7 separate regions of the Mus musculus genome follow, and regions 2, 3, 4, 5, 6 and 7 are each linked to region 1. The links are chromatin contacts, called in public promoter capture Hi-C maps. All regions are on one chromosome and are shown on one strand. Each heading gives the region's core, a stretch centred on a gene start, on an enhancer-like site or on the middle of the called end of the contact. The rest is flanking DNA. Distances are from core to core; before and after follow the strand shown.

Region 1 (3,058 bases), core at 273-2,772:
GGACTTCGATGGATGGTTTTGAAAAGACAGAGAGGGTGGACATTAAGTGTACTCACTCCAAAAATGTGAGTTAGATTAAGTCATCCCAAAGGACATAAATACGGTACAGATTTACACAATACAAACAGTTCGTCGCAACATTTGGAAAAACACTCTGCTCTATGGTATATTCACCTTCCTTGTTTTTGAAATAGGTTCTCACTGTGTAGGCCAGCTGGCCTGAAACGTGTTATGGGGATCAAGCTGCTACAGAATTCACATTGCCCTTCCTGCTTCTTTCTGCCTCGTTGTACCCCACAAAGCCTAGCTTTTCTGTTTGAGTGGCTTTCTTAAACATCCACCAGCAATCGCATTGTTTCTCACACTCCCTTGTCCTGCAGAACACTGAGTGGAATGAACCCAAGATGGCCTCACAGAGCAACAACTAAAGCACACCAGGCCCTTAGGATATGGCGGCACTGCACTAACAGGCTTCACCACAGGCATCCTAAGGTTCCTGACAGGCCTGGAGAGCCTGAGGGGACAGAACCAAGACTCCAACCCAGATGGAGGGGAGGGGAGGGGAGGGGGAGAGAGCCTACCACTTTCCCAATCTCAAAATCTACTAGAAAACAAAAACCTCCACTCTTCCGCTGCTTTGAAATGAAGACCTGTAAGAAGATCTAAGGCCATCTGACGTGTGACACCATCCAAATAGAAATCGATTTAGCACATCGGAGTTTGAAAGCCCTTTTGTTAACCTCTGTCGGTTCCTATCTATAACATGGTCGGTGAGGTGGGGGGAGTGATTGTAGACAGAAGATGTCAAGGGTCATTGAAACGATAATGTGAATACTAACTGGAAAGGGGAGGGACAATGTAAGGGACACAATGATGGCGGTATCAATTTACACGTTCCTTCTTCATTTACTGACAATTCCATATTCTAAACATAAAACCCTCATTTCTCGCACAGAGAGAAAGCGCAAACTCGCCCTTGAGCCTTCGGTGGGTAGCAACAACGATCTCACGCTCCTCCAGCCCTCCTTTTGAATAATGGCCTGCGCAGGGAGCCTGAGTAAGCCTAGATTACATCTGAGTAAGCCTAGATTACATTTGAGAGCATCCCCAGTGAGCATTTCCCCTCTCTTCCCTCGACACTCACACGGCTAGAGCTCTGAGAAAAGGCCAGTAGGCCACCCTCGGAGGCACTTTCGGCCTCAAATGCTCGTCACAAAGCTCAATCTGAACCACAGGGAAAGCTTCCCTTCAGACTCCGCCCCTCACCTCTCCTCAGTGAAGCTTGGTCCTCTGCTGGTGGCCGCGAGAGAAAGCGACAAGCACGGTGATAATGCAAATAGCTCAAGGTGCGTACGCAGAGACGCGCGCGCGCACACACAGCACCGTCCCTAAACACTCACACACGCATCAACATCCATCCACCCCACCGTCCACACCCACACCCGGACTCCCGGCCTTACTCTGCAGAGACCGAAGACACAAAGCAATTCCCTACTCAGACCAGAAAGACCCGACCGTCCGCTATAGCGCCGCCAGGGCACCGGAAGTTGCTTTACTTCCGCCGCGGTAGCCCCTGGGAAATGTAGTGCCGAGTGCTCAACTCGATGAAGCCTAGCGGTCTGTAGTTCAGAGAGATCACTGCACACAACTTAGGCCAGGCCATCTGAGAGCTATGCCAGTGGTTTGTGGGAGACGTCGTGTTCTGTCTCCCAGACCCCCCACCCCACCCCCGGACAGAATAGGAAGCGTGATCAAATCCGGATATAACTGGCGTGGTTACACTTTGCACCAAGAGGGATTCCACCTGCTGTGCTCTAGTAGGGACTATGGTAGATTGGAAGACACTGAACTAAAGAATTGGTTGGTTTTAAACGTGGTAGTTTATATCAGCGATTTCAGACAGCCAGATGTTCAGAGAGTCAGTGTCCCTGTTATCTAGATAGGAAAACGTGAGTGAGGACTAGTTGGATAAATATCAACAGAACTGCGCCCATTTTGAAAGGTGAATGACTAGCATGTGGAAGTATCTAAACAACCACCGACGTATGTAAACAACCACCGACGTATGCCTTGTTTATGTAGGGAAAACGTACTTAGTGTAACATGACATTGAAAGATCCTGACAGAATGTAAAAGGTCACACAAGCCCTGAAATTGGCAAGATAGATGTCACTGTTAGCAGAACTAGCTTCACTGATTTAGAAAAATAGAGGTGCACAATGCTCTGGCCACTCCTTGAACCCGTGTGTCTGCCAATGTTTTGACCGTTCCTTGAACCCATGTGTGTGCCCACTGATGAAGCCCATTGCCAGGTGTTTGTGATATTGGTTGCTGAAAAAGAGTCAGAAAATCTCCCCAGCAACAACAGCCCGGCCAATCTAGAGTTCCTACACCTGCACCAGACTCTTCCCTTGGACCCCTCCCATACCCATTTCTTGAGAATAAACATTGTTTAGATCTGGAAATCCCCTACTTCCCCCTTCTCCTTCCCCCCCTGAGGGCCTATAAAAACTGGGACCTCTTTCCCCTTGGGGTCGACTCCTCTACCCCTGCGTGGGATATGAGTCGTCCCCAGAGCTCTGGCTTTCCCCGAATAAAGCCTCATGTGGTTTGCATCAAGCTTGGTCTCTTGTGAGTTCTTGGGTGTCCGCTATTGTCCTGAGGCCTGAGCAAGGGGCTCCTCTCGGAGTCTTTCAACATGAGCTTTCAAAACCACATTTATTTATTATTTATATTTACACATATTTTTCCAGAACATGAGAGAAAACTAGTGTCAAGGTTAATGATAATCCTATTAGGACCACTAAACATATTAGACGCTTTGTAAATGATCTAAACGCCTACAGTATAGACAGATTAGATTTGAAATAAGTCAGTCTCAACCAGATGTTAACTACAGAAAATACGTTGATAAATACTCTAGCTGATTAAAAGTGACCATCCTCAGGCGGGCAGTGGTGGCACATGCCTTTAATACCAGATTTCTAAGAGTTCAAGGCCAGCCTGGTCTACAGAACCAGCAGTCTCTACACGAAGAAACCTTGTAACAAAAGACAAA
Region 2 (3,058 bases), core at 166-2,665, 2.5 Mb after region 1:
GTCCCGCGGGCCCTCACCTCCCTTTCAGAACGTGAAACTCCTGAAGCTGAGGCCACCCCATGCCCTTTAGGGTCTCATCCTCTCTATTTCCATCCACCCTCCTGACACCATCTTCGCTTGCCACTCTCTCCCATCTTGTCACCACCTCTACCTTATTTTCTCAGATACTAGGCCCCCTCCTGTTACCCCCCCCCGCTGGTCACCCCCATTTATTTATATCACCTATTCCTCCTATTCACTCTTCTGTCGGCCATCTCTAGACCTCCAAATCTGACACCTCTGCCCATCGCCTCTCTTTATCACCCCCTCCAACTCGGTCCCCTTCCTCTCCCTGTCACCCTGATCTAATCCTGTTACCCCTCCATTCCTGTTATCAGTACTCTCCCCTAGTTGCTCCTTTTCTGTCACTCCCCACTTCCTACCACTTCTTCCACTCTGTCACCCCTTCCCACACCATTCCGCCCACCTCTTTTGCCCTGTACCCCTTTCCCGTCCCTGCCACCTGTCCCCTCTCGGCCTCCAGCTCCCCTCCACCCCCACGCAGTGTCAGCCCTAGCCCCGCCCTTCACCTCGGGCTCCGCGGGGTTTCGGGGCGGGGGGCCGTGGCCCCGGCTCAGTCCGGTCCGGTCCCTCCCCGCCCCCCCTCCGGCTCTCCCTCTCGATTCTCCCTTTTTTTTTTACTCCAACACACAAAATGGTGAATGGACCTGCAACAGCTGGAGCAACCAGCCAATAAACGGCCACAACCCCGGTGACCGGCGCCAACCTAGACCAATAGATATTCGCTGTCTAGTCGGCTCCGCCTATCATCCGCAAGCGACACTTGCTACCACCAATTGCGCTCTTCCGGCAGCGCCAAGGGGCGGGGTCAAATTCCAAGACCGGCCTCCCTCCGGGACCGACACCAACCTAAGCCTACGACTGCCTGATCTGCCTAGAACTCTACCTTACAACAAGTAATGGACACCTCCTTTAACCAATTAACAGACTATTTATATGCCGAATGACAATTACAGTACCCAATCACCATCCATCTTAAGCAAGAAACCACCCCCTGCGAGGGACAGTAACCAATAAAATGAAGGGAGGCGGGACTAAAGGATATGCCCTCCAATAAACAAGCTCGAGAGGCGTGGCCCGAGGGTTTGTTGACCAGCTGAACGCAATGCCTGCTGGGAATAGTAGTCTTCTTCTGTATCCGGCCCGTAGTCAGAAGCATAAGTCAGACTACAACTCCCATGTGACAGAGTGCATGGAGCTCCAAAGAACCCGGGCGAAGAGAAAAAGTCGGAAAGGGCAGCTCCTCCTGAGTCTCGCTGGACACTGGGAACATCTTAGACCCAGGGCCCCGACTCACCCGGATTGCTGGCTCTGGCGTCGCCAGTGGCTCCTCGCTGAGGCGGCTGTAGCGGCACGAGGGGGAGGTGCAAAGAGCAGCCAACCGACACCCGCGAGCCCCGCAGCCAATCAGCAACGGCAGGGGCGGTGCAATGACCTCACCGGTTCTACTCTCTTACCCCTCCCCCACGTGGTTGTTGGTGCTGGTAAACCAGAGTAGAGAAGTTTGGGGTAGGGGGATGGGAGGAGAACTAGTGATGTCACCTTTCCTCTGCATGATTGGCTGTCGGGTGGCCGGACTACGGCCAATCAACAGTCTCAAAAAGTCTGGCGCGGCCCCGCGGAAAGCCCTGTTGCCACCAGAAGGAGAGAGGACCTGCGGTTGTAGGGTAGCGCGCTCTGCAGTACTGGCAACCCGCGTGGCCTGTGGCCGTGATGTCAACTCCAAGACTTTTTGATTTTAGGACGGCGCACTTTTCTGATCGCACCCTCCAATCTCCAAACTTTTCTTTTGCGTCACTTCCTGGGGTTTCACACTTCATTCCGAAGGCGAATAGCCCTATGGCTTTTCACACCTGAGGAAAGATGTGTAAAAATCTTGGGGTGGGTGTCACACCGGAGGTGAGGAGAAGAGCATGTGCCACATACCCTCTGAGGCATAGACAGCTGTTGCCCCGGTGCCGAGTTTACACCAGGTGTGACTATCCCTAGCTTCAGTCTTCCCATCAGGTTTCCCTTGGATCAAAGGATAATGGAGAATGGTGTACTCCTCCTCTAATGAAGGTTTCTCTTGCATATGATGGATACTCAAGACTGTAATAGTGAAACACACACACACACACACATCTGGTCTATTGTAGCACATCTTACTGTTGGTGCTGGTTAGTTTTTAAGTTGACACAAGTACCAAATCCTGACATAGAGTGAACCCCAATTGTCTCCAAAAGATTGCCCTGTAGGCAAGTCAGTGCAGTACTATCTTAATTAGTGGTTGGTGTAGGAGGGTCCAACCCATTGTGGGTGGGTGCAACCCCTGAGAAAGTGGTCCTGGGAAGCAGGCGAAACAAACCATGGAGAGCAAGCCATTATGAAGGGTTCTTGCATGGCTTCCCCATTGAATTCTTGCCCAGAGTTCCTGCCCTGACGCCCCTTCAGATGGGCTTGATGAAATATAAGTTGAGATAAACCCCTTTCTCATTGAGCTGCTTTTAGTTATTCTGCTTTCCTTATGCTTGCACTATGCTCTGTAAGAGAATGTTCTGGGATATATGGCTGCTTCACATAGGACATGCAAAAAGCACCCATTATCTATGGCACTTACAGTGAGGCAACTTCTCGATATCTACAGGAAGTTCCCACCGTGCCGCAGACCCTATTGATCCCTTGTCTGCATGGAACGGGTCTCTAGTCTCAGGTGGGCAAGGAGTCAGCGGGAATGGATGGACAGACTCAACACAAGGGAGTGTGGATCTGAATGTAATTTGTCAAATTGAGCATCAAACTTTTTATACAGAAGAAAATAGGGAAGATGGGTGACACCAGCAAGGTACAAAGAGGTTACTGGATTCTTACACAAAACAGAGGAATGCAAACACGGAAGAACTGGCAGGAACCAACTGAGATAAAATTCTGTTAACAACTGGGATCAGAAACAGCTCCACCTAAGGTCCACTTAATCTTAGAAGCCAGGGGCTTGTGCCCTTGCCATAGTTCCTACTCT
Region 3 (3,058 bases), core at 275-2,774, 2.5 Mb before region 1:
GCATTACCAATTGCTACCCCCACTTCCTCAGGGCTGTAGGTAACCCATCGCTCCCTTCCTGAGCACTAGTGGATCCTCAGACCTTCTGAAGCACCAACCGACCCAGACCCTGGCTATTATTATTATTATTTGTTTGTTTTGTTTTGTTTTCGAGAAAGGGTTTCTCTATGTAGCCCTGGCTATCTTGGAACTCACTCTGCAGACCAGGCTAGCCTCAGACTCAGAAATCCGCCTGCCTCTGCCTCCCAAGTGCTGGGATTAAAGGCATGCGCCACCACTGCCCGAGGACCCTGGCTATTCTTATGACCAGAGCAAGCCAGTGGTCCTGCACTTACCCCCCAGAGTCAGCGTCATGGTCAGTCTGTACAGGACGTTGTCCATTCCCCCGCCTTTCAAGTGTACTGGGAGGTCATTGTCGGCCTGAGTTGGAGGGGTGAGAACAGGGTTGCTGGCTCCTGCACAGACCTCCACCTGCCCAGCGACCCCCACCCCTCATTAGGTCCAGAGACTCTGTCCCGCCTACCTGGAAGAGCTTCTGCTTCTCTGCCACACGGTTTTCTAAGTGGCTTCTGGTAGATGAGCTAAAAGACCGGACCAGAGCCTGGGAGACCTGGAGGGATAGGAGATGGGTCTGTAGGGAGCACCTGGAGATCTGCCCTCATGTGGATCCCGCAGGAAGGGAGCGCTTTGCGATGTGGGGACTACATTTCTGATGAAGAACTAGGTAAGATATCTTAAGGCAAGATAGTTACTAGTGAGAGCGGGGGTGGGGTGGGGGTTGGGGGTGGGGACATCTGTCAAGACATTGGTGGAAGCCTATTATCCCAGCATTCAAGAGGAAAGCAGGAGTTGGGGCCAGCCTGGGCTACTTAGTAAGCATTTAGAAAATGAGAGGAGGTGTCACATAAGTTGTTACAATTGGGAGGTGGAGGTCGGAGGTCAAGGACATTCAGCTGCATAGCAAGTTAGAGACCAGCCTGGGCTATGGGAGACCCTGTGTCAAAACAAACATACAAACAAACAAACAAACAAACAAAGGAGTGGGGATGGGGAATCGGTGTCTAGAAGCTACAGCTTGGAACTCTCTGCAGGCTGTGAGAGACTCCAGTGCTGAGAATGTGAAATGGGCGCTATGGGGTTTGAAGGAGAGGGCTAGATTAATACCAGAAAATCAGGTTCCAGGGATGGCAAGACTGGCTTGGAAGTTCCATGAGAGTTGGTTTTAGGGCCCCCTGGGATGTTAAGGGGGACTCGGGTAAACGGAGGCTTAAACCCAGGGTTCTGGACCATGTTAAGGATAGTGCTGTCTGGAAGCTCAGGCTGCCAGGGAGGAAGTCCCAGTCTGAAGGGTGCACCTGTTCTAAGACTCCGGATCCTGGCATGTTTAGGTTAGGCATCTGGGTTGTGGGGTTCCCCTCCACCCCGACACAGCCCGTGCTGGGGCCTCACCCGTAGGGCCCTCATTTTGCGTCCTCAGCAGCTCCGAGTCACCTCCCCTCTTCGCCCAAGGACGTGCAGCACTTTACCCTAAGGGAATCCCAAGCCACGCCCACTGACTCCCAGACTGGTGGGGCGTGACCAAATTAGATTTGTCCAATAGGGTCAGAGAGAAAGTGTTCCAACTTGTCAGTCATCGTTTCCGCATTTGGGTTGACCCCAATGACAGTGGCTCAGGGACTTGCCACTCCCTGGCTGTTATCTAGGGTTACCCTGCTGATAATCTGGGAGCCAGTGAGGGCAGAGATAAATGTCTGTCTTCTGAATGAGTGATCACTGCACCTTGGAGCCTTAGTTTCCATATTTGTTTCCTCAGGGCCAAGTCAGGATCTTCCCCAGTGTTCTTGAGGAAACAAGGAGTCACCCCGATACAGATAAAGATATTTACCAGGCCAGAACTGATTTAAGAAATTAAAGAGATAGAGAGAGAGAGAGGGAGGGGGGGAGGGAGGGAGAGAGAGAGAGAGACAGAGAGAGAGACAGAGAGAGAGAGAGAGAGAGAGAGAAAAAGAGAGAGAGAAGGAGGGGGGAGGGGCGGGGGGGGGCTGTGCGGGCGTGATGGCACACGCCTTTAATCCCAGCACTCGGGAGGCAGAGGCAGAGACAGGTGGATTTCTGAGTTCGAGGCCAGCCTGGTCTACAGAGTGAGTTCCAGGACAGCCAGAGCTACACAGAGAAAGAAACCCTGTCTCGAAAAACTAAAAAAAAAAAAAAAAAAAAAAAGAAAAGAAAAAAGAAAAAGAAAAAAGAAAAGCGGGCCGTGGTGACCCAGACCTTTAATTCCTGCACTTCTGAGGCTCACTGTTCTACAATGGTCTACACGGTGAGTTCCAGCCTTGCTACAGGCACTACGTAAAGAGACCCTGTCTCAAAAAAAAAAAAAAAAAAAAAAAAAAAAACAGTTTAAGGACTGACAATGGAGGGCAGGAGAGGTGGCTTGCCGATTAAGAGCACTGACTGCTAGTCCAGAGTACCCTGGTTCAGTTCCTAGCACCTACATGGCTGTTTACCTATGTCTGTAACTGCAGGTCCAGGGGATCCAACATCCTCACAGACACATACATTCGGGCAAAACACCAATGCACATAACAAAATAAAAAAGAATAGACAGTGAACAGATGGAGGAGAGGAGGGTAGGGAGGTAGGGGTCGTGAAGGGGATGGGAGAGATGGAAAGAGCAGAGGGAGAAAGAGTTGTTCCCTTAGAGAAAAATATGGGGCATTTGTATTGTTTTTTTAGCTGAAATTAAGCTTCCTAGATCTTTTCTTTTTTTTTTTTTTTTTTTGGTTTGGTTTAGGTTTTGAGACAGGGTTTCTCTGTATAGCCCTGGCTGTCCTGGAACTCACTCCGTAGACCAAGATGGCCTTGAACTCAGAAATCTGCCTGCCTGTCTCTGCCTCCCAAGTGCTGGGATTAAAGGCGTGCACTGCCACTGCCCAGCCCTAGATCTTTTCTTTGGGATCCAACCTAAACAGAGGTGACATGGCAGCCCATTCTCTCTCTCTCTCTCTCTCTCTCTCTCTCTCTGAGACTGGCCATCTGGGTGGGACTTAGGAGTTAG
Region 4 (3,058 bases), core at 402-2,901, 2.4 Mb before region 1:
TGAATGAATTCACGGAGCATTGGTAATTTATTGTGGCAGTATCCCAGGTCAGTGGGAAAATCGTGGATGACTGAAAAAACAGTATCAGGATAATATAATAGTGTGGGAAATTAATAGGTGGCTGATGTCATCATTGGTTTAGGAATTACAATGTCTCTGCAGAAAACAGAGAGAGACAGAGAGGCAGAGACAGAGAGAGAGACAGACAGAGAGAGAGACAGAGACACACTGAGCCTGGTATGGGCTTTTGAAACCTCAAAGCCCACCCTCCAATAATAACACACCTCCTCTAACATGGCCATATCCCCTAACCCATCCCAGGCAGTTCCATAAACTAATGACTAAGCATTCAAATGTATGAGCCTATGAGCCAGCTCATTCAAATCTCCGCACCCAGCAATCCCAAACTTCACTTCCCTCTAACATGCCTGGTTAGTATACCCGTTATCATTGGGGTAGTCTACCGGCAGCTCTCCCTCAGCTCCATTCTATTCTGGGTAACTTCATATCCTTATAAGATCTTCATGTCTTTATAGTATCTATTTCGTTAGGACTGTGGCAGCTTTGCAATTAACAGAGAAGTGAGGTAAGCCGTGTTGTCCCTATTTTCTGAAGAGAAAATCTTGATTTATACAGAGATGTAGTCTTTTAACTTCAATGTCGTTTTAAAAGATTTAATGTGAGTGCTCTGCTGCATATACATCTGTAGGCCAGAAGAGGGCATCATATCCTCTTATAGATGATTGTGAGCCACTATGTGGTGGCTGGGTATTGAACTCAGGTCCTCTGGAAGAGAAGCCAGTGCTCTTAATCGCTGAGTCATCTCTCTAGCCCCAACTTTAATGTCTTTTTCAGACCGACTGACTTGTTATCTCCTGGACTAGGTATATTTATTGGTTATGGAAATCACTTCAAAGGAAGATGCTTTCTCCAAGTGTTCCACTGTAGTTTTTAATGTAACTACCTCTCAGTAGCCAGGGATGACCCTGATCCTCCTGCTCCTCCTGCGGGCTAGCATTAGAAGCATGTGGGAATCCAAGGTGTGGTCCTGGTATCCACCCTTTCAACCTACAGGACCTGCTAATGAGTACCAAGCCAAATGCATGTCCAGAACAAGTCACACATCTGCGGAGGAGATCTGTTCCTGCACACTTCTGGGGCGGGGGGAAACTCGGCCGCTAGAGGTGGCCAAGCAAAGGCTTAGCTCTCTGAGAAATTGAGATAACTTTCCCCCTTCAATATATTTTTTTTCGTATTGCACTGAATTATATTACTAGAAGTCTCAGCCGCATGATTATGCTTACTATGCAAATCACACTCCGCCCCCTACCAGTTCTCCGCCCCTTTCCTGATGCAGTCTATCCTCTACAGATAATACCAAAAGTCCGGGAAATCAACAGATTCCTAACTTTTTTGAATGATTTTAAATGCAGTAGTGGAAGCTGATATAGGGTTCCATGTATCCTGAGGATGCGTTTCTATTTGGGGTGTCCTCCGCTCGTCCACCACACTGAGGGACCGTTAGAAGCCCCGCCCATCGGGAGCCATCTTGTCTGCCGCGTTCCCTCGGACTGACTACATTTCCCAGAGGGCTCCCTGGCTTCTCGCGGGAAGATCACGCGCCTGGCGTGACTTCAGAGCTTTGCTGGCAAGAGGGGAGGTGCACTGAAGGATTGCAGGGCTTTGGCAGCTTGCAAGGAAGGCCTTTGGTGCGGAACCCGGGAGGAGGCGGGGCGAACGCCGAGGCTGGGCTTTGTGCGGCAGAGGAGTCGGAATTGTGCGGCTAATTTGTGAACAGTGATCGCGGCGCTAAGGGGCTGGACTGGTGATGAGCATCAGTTTCTGCTAACACCGTGGCGGCCACCACCCCTTGGTGAGTGGGAGGGAGCGAGCTGGGGACACGTGCGGCATTGTGTGTGGATGTGGAGAGCTGCTGACTGGGTGAGTGTTCTGTCTCTGTAGGGGCGTGCGACTGTGTGATGTTGTGACCACGTGCAGCACAGTGCAGGCGCAGATACCTGTGGATTCTGTGTGGTAAAAGTGAAGTTGTGCTTAAGTTACTTTTTGAGCCCCTAGTAGGTAGTCCTGTCTTCTCGTAGGTAGGTTTCCGATAGCCGAGTGTCTCTGTTGTGGGTCTGTGTGTGGGTTGTGAGTGTGAAGTTTTGAATGTGTATCTTGCGTGCATTCTTCTTTAGCCTTTGCTCATTTTAGAGGTTCATTTGTGAGCTATCATGCTTTTCTTTGTCTTTTACTTTGTTTATTTGGACAGCTGTGTAGGACTTCCCCGTGTTAAGTGGGATAGCGGCTTAACTGAGTCTTTGTGCTGTTTGATATTTCAGGATCTGAAGCATTTATACATCTCGACTATTAAGGGTAGCCATATGAGTATTTCCAACTGTTTTTAATGTTTACTTTTAAAAATTCACTTTACATCCTAATCTCAGCCACCCTCCTTCCTCGCTTCCCAGTCCTACCCTTACAAATCCCTCCCTCCATCTCCCCCTTACCTTGTCCTCTGGGCAGGAGAGTCCCTCTGGGTACCACCCCTCCCTGGGGCACCTAGTCCCAGCAGGTCTAGGAAGCACAATCAGGCAGTCGAAGTAGGGGGTGATCCAATGACAGGGAACAGAGATGGAGACAACCCCCGCTCCACTTCTTAGGGGGACCCACATAAACACCAAGCTCACACTTGCTACAAACGTGTAGGCGTGGGGTGGGGAGTGTGCTTAGGTCCAGCTCTTCCATGCTCCCTGGTTGGTGACCCAGGCTCTGTGAACCTCCATGCTCCCAGGTCAGTTGACTCTGGGTCTTCTTGTGGTATCCTTGACCCCTCTGGCTTGCTCACTTCTATCCCATACTCTTCCACAAGACTCCCCAAGCTCCACCTGATGAGTGTGGCTCTCTGCATCTGCCTCCATCCACTGCTGGGTGAAGTCTCTCAGGAGACAGTTATGCTAGGCTGCTGTCTGCAAGCACAAGAGTATCATTAGTAGAGTTAATTAGTTTCTCTCACATGGGATGGGTCTCAAGTTGGGGCAGTCATTGGATGACTGTTCCC
Region 5 (3,058 bases), core at 291-2,790, 2.3 Mb after region 1:
TGAGACTGGAAGGTAGTTTGCTGAGAGGCCAAGGCCACCCTCAACTACAGCCTAGGACCCTGTCTGGGGGGGAAAAAAAAAAAAAAAAAAAAAAAAAAAACAGGGACGACCACGTGAGGGGGCGGAGGAAAAGGCGGGGCTTCTCCAAACGGCTACCAAGCGCGGCTACGCCCCCAAGTCGGTCCCCGCCCACGCCTTGGGTTGCCCGCCCCCTGCCCGCCCGCCCGTTCTTCCGGCTCCCGGGGCAAGTGGGCGGGCCAGGTTCAAGGAAAGGTGAATGAGATGGCGAGGGTCAGCACCTGCACAAGATGACTGAGAATTCTTTGTTGGGGTGACTCTAACGCGACTCCTCACTATTCCTGCTGTGAGGGCACTTCTCGCTGCTTCCAGGACTGCGGGTTTTTTTTTGGTTTTTGGTTTTTGGTTTTTTGTTTGTCGTTACGGTGCACTGCGCGGTTCCTTTAATCTGAGCAGATGGGCGGGCCAAGACCTTCAGCCCCACCCATTAAAGGCGGAGCTCCGCGAGGAGCCTGCCCAGGATTGGATGGTTTGGGGGCCTGGCAGTGGTGTGTAACTAGGATTGACTCTAAGAGAGGAACTTGATCGCTGGAATTGGGCCCCGCGCCAGGACTGGAAAGAATTGATGGAGCCGGCCGTGGAATCGGCGCCCGTGGGGGCCCAGGCCTCCAAGCAGGGCAAAGAAGGATCGAAGAACCGCAGTCGCAGGCGGTGGCGAAAAGGCAAGATCAAAGGTGAGTCGGTAACAGCTTAAAAGAAATCCCGCACATCCTGCGGGGGACTGGGGACTGGGGGAACTGACCCACTTCCACGAGGGGGAAGAGACCCGTGGACTGATCCACTGCCGTCCTGCGCGTGGGGGGGGGGGTGATGTGAGAGTAGAATGCCCCACCGAGACGTAAGGACTACGTCTGTCCCAGTGCGGTCTTTGGGGAAGTGTCCGAAATGCTCGTCTGTCGGAATAAGGTTCTCTCTCAGGTTCCTTTTTCTGTGTGGCCAAGAGCTGTGCCTTTAGTGTTTTCTGTTTCGGTTCAAGCGGTTTTCATGTCTTCTGCCCTCTTAAAAGAATAACGTAGAAGGGTTTTTAACCGCTTTTTCTAAATAAATAGAATGCAAAAGGTAGGCAGAAGGGGCATCCGGTAATTGGAAGAGCTCCTTGCAGCCCCTTCTTACTCTCTCAGTGAATCCATCCATCTGCTCTTTGACAATCGACCTTCATCAACCCAGCAACCCTGGGGCGACTTGCAAAACATGAGAACTTTTACGTTGTCCTTAGAGAAAGGAGGGAGTTACCATTTAGCTTCCCTGGATCCAAAAGGCTGGAGAAACAGTGGCAGAACAACCAAAGATTTTGCATGGCTCAATCAGAGCAGGCATTAAGTCCTGGTTTGGTTATGAGTTTTGTCTGTCTTGTGGCGCTGCTTACAGCCAAACCTAGGGCCTGGTGAACACTAAGCAAGCCCTCCGCTATGCAGCTCCACCGGCAGTCCATGGATCTTTATCAGACTCCAGGGACAGGTTCCTGTGCAGGCAAAACCAGAAAAAACCTGGCATGGCTTACCAGACCCAAAACCCCCAAATTCATCATTCCTCATCCTCCTTTGGTAGACAAGTGTTGGAGCTCAAGCAGGACCCTGAAGCCTCCTATCCCCCAACAAAGACACATAGCAGAACACTATGCTTTGAAGCGATATGGAACCTCAATCGCAAAGACCCATTGTACCAAATTGCTATGAATGTGAAGTAATGAACAGGGACCTTTTCTCAATTTTTTTTCTGAGCTCCCAACAGGCATCTGTAGGGCTGTTGTCAGATTCAAATGTGTGTGTTTTGGAGAGGTGTATGTAAGTCTACTGTCTGGCTGAGTGTGCTGAGTAGAGTGTCTGACTCTACTAGACACTGGTCTCCCTAAGAGTAGGGTTGTGTCTGCCTTGTTTACAGGGAATGCCAGACACATGGACATTCAAGTATTTATTAGATTGATAAGCAAAGGAATGTGTGAAGTGTGACGTGGAGCTGTTAATAGCCAAGCTGCCCTTAGTGTCATGAGGAGTCAGAAAGAATCTGCTTGAGTAAGGCTCCTCCCTTGCACGGGGTTCAGGTAAGCACACTCACAAAGGCTCGCAGCTCTGAGAAGTGACTGTCATTTCCTGAGGCCCTTCCTAGTGCCAGGCCTCAGACCTGTGAATCAGATCCCACCTCTGCCCCAAGGGTATCCTGACTGGCTGGAGCCGTCATTTATCCTTGTGATCTTGCCACAAGTAACTGGATGAGACAGCTGTCATTATGATCAGCCCATTTCCCAAATGACGACAGAGACACAGAGGCACTGAGCTGGTTGGGTTTCCTGTACCTGTCCAGTGAGGGCAGGGAGATGGATACCTTCAGCCTTCTCAGAGCAGGGAGTGTGGAGCTGACAGCTGTTGTATGCCTCAACCTTAATTCTGAATCTAAAAGGCTCTAGTCACAAAGATTTCATCCCGAGACAGACATTCAATACCTAGAGGTGCCAGGCTTCGGCTTTCTGTAACTAGCAGGGCAGTCTCAGTAGAGCTGAGGACACAGATGGTAATAAGACTGTTGTTGCCAGGCATGTGCCGCACACCTCTGATCCCAGTCCTTGGGAAGCTGAGTCAGTTCAAGGCAAGCCCGGGCTACATAGTGAGTTGCAGGTCAGTCAGGGCTACAGAGTGGAACTCTGTCTCAACCTCTCTCATTCACCCATTTACAAAACATTGTAAACAAGCCAGTATGATAAAAGGAAAAATCCTGGAGCTGGGGATGTAGCTTATTACTGGAGTACCTGACTAGCATGGACAAAGCCCAAGGGTCTGTCTCCAGGACCACACACAGTAGGCATCATAGCACTTGCTTATAATTCAGAAGTAGGGAGGCCGAGGCAAGAGGATCAGAAAGAAGCTTAAAGTCTTGTAGTCTCTGACTATATAGTCAGTCTGAAGCCAGCTTGGGCTACATGAGAAAATGTGTCCTGCTTTCAAGAAAGAAAATTCTGAGAAAATGAGCGTGGGTAGCTTTTCCA
Region 6 (3,058 bases), core at 231-2,730, 2.3 Mb before region 1:
TCATTGTGAGTGGTTGTGAGCCACCATGTGGTTGCTGGGATTTGAACTCCGGACCTTCGGAAGAGCAGTCGGGTGCTCTTACCCACTGAGCCATCTCACCAGCCCTCTGCAACTGAAGTTACAGACACTTGGGAACCATCATATGTGTTGTGTCTGCAAGAGCGCAAGGGTTCTCAATCACTAAGCCATCTCACCAGCCTCTCAATTGTCACGTTCCTAAAACTAACGTCCCAACGCTGGGAATGTTGACGGATGCCTGTAATAACAGCGCTCTGGAAAGAAACAAGAGGATCGATGAGGATCTTTCAACATCCCCAGCACCTATTACAGAGACATCCTGGCTGATATACCTTGCCCCCCACTATCCCAAACTCTGTAGCCCAGGCCTGGGCTTCCCATCTCCCAGCTTCTGTGATTCCTGTATAACCCAGTCATTTTGGGCACAAGGTCCTTTTGTTACCTCTTGCCCGCTGCACTTGGCCTCTTGGCTTCTAGCCTGTCCTACACCCCACCCCCTCCCCTCACATGGCCCCATTTAGTCCGGCAGTCATGGCCACCCTGGTTACTTTCAGACGCCCCTGCCAGTGCTCTCTCTTAGATCTCAATCCCTTGGGAGCAGTCATGTCCTCCTTTTTTTTTTTTTTTTTTCCATTCATCTTGAATTTGCAGTCTGCATGCTTCAGTCTCCTGAAGACCGGATGAGGCCTGGCACAAACACAAGAAAATGTTAGAGCAGTGGTTCTCAACCTCCCTAAAGCTGCGACCCATTAATACAGTTCCTCATGTTGTGGTGATCCACAAGCTATATAATTATTTTCGGTACTACTTTATAACTGTAATTTTGCTACTGTTAGGAATCCTAATGTAAATATCTGTGTTTTCTGATGGTCTTAGGTGGTCCCTGTGAAAGGTCATTTGACCCCCAAGGGGGGGGGGGATCTCGACCAACAGGTTGAGAACCACTGTGATAGAAGAAAGCATAATTATCTTTCCAGTCTTAGAGGTCTTGGCTTCATCTCCAGTTTGCAAAACAAAACCTAAGGCCAATACCAACGACTAGACCAATATACACAACGGCTAGAAGGGACAGTGGGAGAAAGCAGAGGCAGCGGGAACTCCAAGGAGCCTGAGCAACCTTTCCCTGGGTAGATGTGGGACTGCACCTTTGGAGAATGTATTTTACTGAGTTCCCTGATCATGCCTACACCCTCGCTGGGGTGAGAATATGCTTATCTCACATATTAAGCATGTGATAATGTGATGATGGTGTTCTCAGCCCTGGTAGGGCAACGACACAACCCCCAGCCCAGTGAGCTAGGTTTGGGGTGGGGATTTGGGGGCAGAGGGCAGCGGAATCTCCTAGCCCTTCCAGCTGGTCCAAGATCACACCCAGAGGCCTCCACCCATCACAGCCCCGAGCACGCTTGCGCACTCCGCTGCGTTGGCCCAGTCTTTCCCACCATGGACTACATTTCCCACAGGCCTCTGCGCAGCATCCTTCCGGCTGCTTAGCGCCGGTCCGCTCTGAGAGGTGAGTTGGTCCCTTGCACTGAGGAAATTGTCGCGGGGGCAGCGTAGGTTTGTCTTTAGTTGGCTTGAGAGACTTGGAGTCGGTGACGCTGAGTGGACACCGCGTACCCCGTTGCATCCTCCGTCTTCCCGCTGCAGAGCCCAGAGGCCCAGCATGGCTCTGAGTTCTGTGTGTGAACCTCAGAGTGAGGGCCCTCCGTACAAAAAGACAGCGCAGCTGCCACCGCAGGGCTGCTTTGTACGCGCTCCCTCCCCGCCAGGCAGCCCCGGTGGCCGTCGCCTGTCAAACCTGCCCCTCCGGTGGCGGCCAGTGTCCTCTCCATCCGCGGCGCTCCATTTCCAGTAGGTTATGTGTGTGGAAGGGCTGGTCGCGAGGGGTGTGTCCCCAGGCTACCAAGCCCGCACCTTCCCGGTTTGACCTTTTCCCCAGACTTGTTCATTTTAGGGAAGGCGAGGGAATAAAAGCAGGAAACGATTGTTGTTGCATACATAGAGACCCAACATTACTGCGGAAAAAAAAATAGCCTAACTTTCTTCTTTCTCGTTGTCCTATGAAGTGTACTCCTTGTTTTTCCAGGCATGGGGACATTTACTCCTCATTACTGTGAAAGTGAAAATGAAGTTAGCTTGGAAAGAAGCAGCGGTTTGGTGTTATCTTGGTCAGGGTAGAGGAGACAGATTCATGCAGACTGATAGTAAGCATCACTCAGAGATTATGTCTCTGATTAAATGCGGGTCCAGGCCCTCTTTGTGTGGTTACAAATGTCTTTTGTATTTTTTCTTTTTTATGTGTGTGTGTGTGTGTGTGTGTGTGTGTGTATTTGTGTGTATACACATACCAGCAGAAGCCAGGAGAAGGTGTCTGATTCCCAGGAACTGGAGTTATAGACGGTCGTGAAACACCATGTGAGTACGGGGAATCACACTTGCATCCTCTGCTAGAGCAGCCACTGCTCCTAGCAGTACAGCTGTTTCCAGCCTCACAGGTTTTAAATTTTTAACATGTTCGTTTTTTACGTATGTGAGTGTTTCTGTCTGCTTTTCTTTCTGTGCACCACTGAGTGTGACTGCGCCTGAGGAGCCCTGAAGAGGGCATCGGATTCTCTGGAACTGGAGTTACAGCAGTCACGTAGGTGCTGAGAGTGTAACCCGCTGATCCATCTCTGCATTCCAGGCTGCAGCTTTCTTATCCACGAAGCCTGCTTTGCTAGTTCGTTTTTAATTACTGTGGAAGATTCCTTTGCTAAACCACGCTTCTTACCAGAATAGCACGTTTTGTTCTTGTTTTAAACAATTTGTACCTATACTGACCAGGAATTCACTGTAACCCATGTGATCTCAAATTTGTGGGTGATCCTCCTGCCTCAGCCTCCAGGCTGCAATGTGTGCCACTGTGCCCAGCCAGAATAACACTTAATCTTCAATCAATCTCTGTCTCTTTTAATCCCATTTTAGCAACAGCAGCCAGGTCTAAACCCCTAAATTACCAAGCTCTTCAAAGCCTTTTGCCCGGGGGCGGGGGTGGGGT
Region 7 (3,058 bases), core at 178-2,677, 2.3 Mb before region 1:
TAAACAATAAAAACGTGTTTTCAGTAGTATGATAATACAGCAGAATTAAACTCACCTATTAACAGTCAGGCCAGACAAATGAGTTTAAAAAACACTCAGCTGATATGTTGCTCATGAGAAACCTGAAACATAAAGACAAAGGGTTTGGAATATAAAATTTGTGACAAATGTAATTTGAGAGAGAGAGAGCTAGTGAGCAAGCTAGAGAGCAGAGCTAGAGAGTGCACACAAGAGAGTGCAAACAAGAGCACACTATCATCAAAGAGCACTTGCACTAAACGGTAACACCCAGTATAAAAGTATTTCTAGAGATTTCTTAATGTGGCAAATAGTTATTTTAATAGACTACAAGCTTACCCACACAACTTTTCTTTGGCTAAATATGGACACATTTGAAGCAGAGGTTTTTTAGAGTCTTTGCATGATCTCCCCTGTGCTCCCATAATCCACCGTGAAAAGAAAATATGTTTGGAATCAGTTCTTTTTAACTTGAGCACCAGAAAACAACAAACAGAGAGCAGATCTGAATTTCAACCAAATACAGCCTGGATCAGCTAAATGCAATGAATCTGCTAACAACGTGAACTGAAGGAATCCCAGTTGGTTTGCTATTGAGCTTAGGAATTTTTTTCAGCCATTATTAAACTAACTTCAGGGCTGGGAATGTAGCTCATTGGTACAGTTTTTGCCTGGTGTGATTGAAGCGTTAGATTTAAATTCAACACTACAAAGGTAAAAGAAAGAAAGAAGAGAAAAGAAAAGAAAAGAAAAGAAAAGAAAAGAAAAAGAAAAAAAGAAAAAGGAAAAGGAAAGGAGAGAAAAGAAAAGATTTTTTTAAAAATTAAATAAGCCAAGCAAGCCATTAGGTAATAATAGAAAGAAAAACTGAAAAAAGTTAGAGAAGAAAGTGTTGAAAGGGCGGCAATGAGGAGGGGGAAATCATTAGAAAGTACAGATTTTTTTTCCCCGTAGTTACGAGTTACGCCAAATGCTACACACCTAAGAACTCCGCGGTACAATTGCACACGCCACGCCATCCCCACACTCACCACACCCTTACTCAACCCCTTACCACCAAACATGGCCACGACAGGACACTCGCTCTCGCACAACCACACCCCCTCCAAATCTCCAGAGTAGCACAAACTCTTACCAGGTTTTTGGTTGCAGCTCCGAACAGGCTTGAGTCCCGCCTTCTGGCCCGGAGCTCTCCGCAAAGCTGTGACCCGGGATACTCCGAGCCCCCCGAGAGCCCGCGCCCAGCCCGAAGCCCACGGCCGGCGCAAACCGGACCACCCGTGCCTCTCCCGTGGAGAGGTCCCCGCAGCGCCACCAGCCAAAACCTCCCGAGACGCAACCTCAGAGACGCGGCATGCGGGCCACGCACGGCCAGCCCCTCCACTCGGGCGGCAGCGCGCGCCCGTTATGTCCCAGAGCACAGGTGCTCCCAGAAGGACCCGCGGCCCGACCCAACTTCCGGTCAGAGCTCGGCTGGCGTTTCCTGTGCTAGGGACAGGAGTCATGGCCGAAGGCGCCGAGGTGGCTGAGCCCATTAGCGCGGCGAGACGGTGACGCCGCCGGCGAAGCAGCGCTGGACGTGAGCAGCTGCGGGGACGGTCTTTTCCGGAACAACCAGAGGAGGCGCTGGGGGCGCTAGGTGGCTGTCCCTTTGTGGACTACATTTCCCAGAAAGGCTAGTGGCCTGTCCAGCCTCTCGGCAGGAGCCTTGCGACTGGGCGGACGCAGTGCCCTGGAATAGTTTTTGTGGTTGTTTGTAATACATTCTGATAGCTTTTCTATGAGGACATGAAATGTCTGGTCGTTGTGGAGTTGTGGCTTAAGTGTAAGACTGTGCCTACCTCTATGTGGCATCTTGCATGTAACCATGGGGCTCCTGTCACCCGAGTGGTTGTGACTTCAGAACTCTGCTCCTGGGAACAATCTCTGAGGTGAGGTTTAGATTCGCAAATTGGTCAGGGTGCCAGTTCTCTCCTAATCTCCATTCTCTACGCAGGATGGATAATGGGGACAAGGCTGGTAATGATCTCTGGCCTGGCCAAGAAAGACCTGGAGGGTCACAATTTTTTTATGTCTACTCCCAGTTTTACCCATTGCCAGGTCAGTTACCCAAAAGAGGCAAAGAATGCACTACAAACCACAAAGAGCCGGGCTTTCCTTTGTGCCGAGCCCAGAGTGATCCCAGGTATTGGACGGCCGCCCCCATCTTACTGCATGCCCGCAAGCCTTACTTTCTTTCAAGCTGCAGTAAAACCACCAGGCCTGGGCGAGCTCCCTAAAGGCTGAGATAAGACCTCTGTCTTAGAATAGCCTTGAGCCTGAATGAACATCCTCCTACCTGCCACACCCTGGGCTCCAGAACTAACCCTCAATTTACAAATTCCTTCTTTATTGTTCCCTGAACCTCTGCTCCTGCCTTTATGCTTCAAAAGGAGAAAGGAGACTGCTCTCTCCCTTTGTCAAAGGTCGAAGCTGACTTGTGACCCTAACCAGTTAGAAGTGTTTTCCCGGGGGGGGGGGGGGGGGGGAGGGAACGGGACGGGGGGAGGGTATAAAGTTTACTTGTGGTTTATTTCCGACTTTCTTGGTCCTTTCCTCATTATTTGCACACCCCATGACCCCAACATCTGAATGCCTCTGGAAGTACTTGCTTAATGACGACTTGTCATTTGAAAATAGATCCCTATATTGTCTCCATTGGAGAAAAGAATAGCTATACCTATTATTAAGTCAGAGAGAGGCATAGAGGTAGCCATGTTCCAAGCCTGATTGCAAGCTAGAATAATCGGCTTAAGTTTAACTGGTGGGAGACAGAGCAGGTGGATCTCTGTGAGTTTCAAGCCAGCCTGGTCTACAGAGTGCGCTCCAAGCCAGCCAATGTTACACTGCAAGACCCTGTCTCCGAAAACAACAATAATCTGTGTACACTGTTATCATTTGATGATTTTCACTCATGTGGTCAATTTTCTTTTACTAATTACAAATTCCAGTTCAGTATAATCTCCAGTTTCAAGGCCTCTTTGATCTCAAGCTGGCTTCA

What was found. Promoter capture Hi-C pulls out the DNA fragments that hold promoters and counts their contacts. Capture Hi-C pulls out chosen DNA fragments and counts their contacts.
Region 2: a promoter capture Hi-C map of pre-B cells shows a contact between it and region 1, with 4 times the contacts expected there. The contact joins the promoter of Cic here to the promoter of Zfp60 in region 1. A contact is called at or near these places in 3 of 39 promoter capture datasets (cranial neural crest, maxillary cranial neural crest and pre-B cells).
Region 3: a contact with region 1 is called in a promoter capture Hi-C map of liver, with 5 times the contacts expected there. The contact joins the promoter of Cox7a1 here to the promoter of Zfp60 in region 1. A contact is called at or near these places in 2 of 39 promoter capture datasets (both in liver).
Region 4: a promoter capture Hi-C map of adipose tissue shows a contact between it and region 1, with 4 times the contacts expected there. The contact joins the promoter of Zfp566 here to the promoter of Zfp60 in region 1. A contact is called at or near these places in 2 of 9 other capture datasets (adipose tissue and liver).
Region 5: a contact with region 1 is called in a promoter capture Hi-C map of pre-B cells, with 4 times the contacts expected there. The contact joins the promoter of 4732471J01Rik here to the promoter of Zfp60 in region 1. A contact is called at or near these places in 2 of 39 promoter capture datasets (liver and pre-B cells).
Region 6: a promoter capture Hi-C map of liver shows a contact between it and region 1, with 6 times the contacts expected there. The contact joins the promoter of Zfp14 here to the promoter of Zfp60 in region 1. A contact is called at or near these places in 2 of 39 promoter capture datasets (hippocampal neurons and liver), 1 of 484 Hi-C or Micro-C datasets (CD4 T cells) and 1 of 115 datasets of contacts at active chromatin or transcription factors (large pre-B cells).
Region 7: a contact with region 1 is called in a promoter capture Hi-C map of liver, with 6 times the contacts expected there. The contact joins the promoter of Zfp568 here to the promoter of Zfp60 in region 1. A contact is called at or near these places in 1 of 39 promoter capture datasets (liver) and 1 of 9 other capture datasets (adipose tissue).

What each region holds. Positions count from the first base shown.
Region 1 is chr7:27,729,873-27,732,930 of GRCm38.p6, reverse strand. It overlaps Zfp60 (zinc finger protein 60), which reads right to left and starts at 1,522. Exons shown (of 5, transcript NM_029531.2): 1 at 1,461-1,522.
Region 2 is chr7:25,266,056-25,269,113 of GRCm38.p6, reverse strand. It overlaps Cic (capicua transcriptional repressor), which reads right to left and starts at 1,415. Exons shown (of 21, transcript NM_001302811.1): 1 at 1,358-1,415. Gm45974 (a long non-coding RNA gene) reads left to right here. Exons shown (of 3, transcript XR_001778066.2): 3 at 717-781.
Region 3 is chr7:30,182,637-30,185,694 of GRCm38.p6, reverse strand. It overlaps Cox7a1 (cytochrome c oxidase subunit 7A1), which reads right to left and starts at 1,524. Exons shown (of 4, transcript NM_009944.3): 1 at 1,450-1,524; 2 at 524-610; 3 at 336-420. The coding sequence starts at 1,464.
Region 4 is chr7:30,089,103-30,092,160 of GRCm38.p6, reverse strand. Zfp566 (zinc finger protein 566) reads left to right here and starts at 1,651. Exons shown (of 4, transcript NM_152814.2): 1 at 1,651-1,873.
Region 5 is chr7:25,393,195-25,396,252 of GRCm38.p6, reverse strand. 4732471J01Rik (RIKEN cDNA 4732471J01 gene) reads right to left here and starts at 1,540. Exons shown (of 7, transcript NR_015569.3): 1 at 300-1,540. It also overlaps a transcript of Lipe not described here.
Region 6 is chr7:30,049,818-30,052,875 of GRCm38.p6, reverse strand. It overlaps Zfp14 (zinc finger protein 14), which reads left to right and starts at 1,480. Exons shown (of 5, transcript NM_178733.5): 1 at 1,480-1,531.
Region 7 is chr7:29,982,324-29,985,381 of GRCm38.p6, reverse strand. Zfp568 (zinc finger protein 568) reads right to left here and starts at 1,427. Exons shown (of 10, transcript NM_001167872.1): 1 at 1,154-1,427; 2 at 56-122. Gm31735 (a long non-coding RNA gene) reads left to right here and starts at 1,861. Exons shown (of 2, transcript XR_001778074.2): 1 at 1,861-1,949.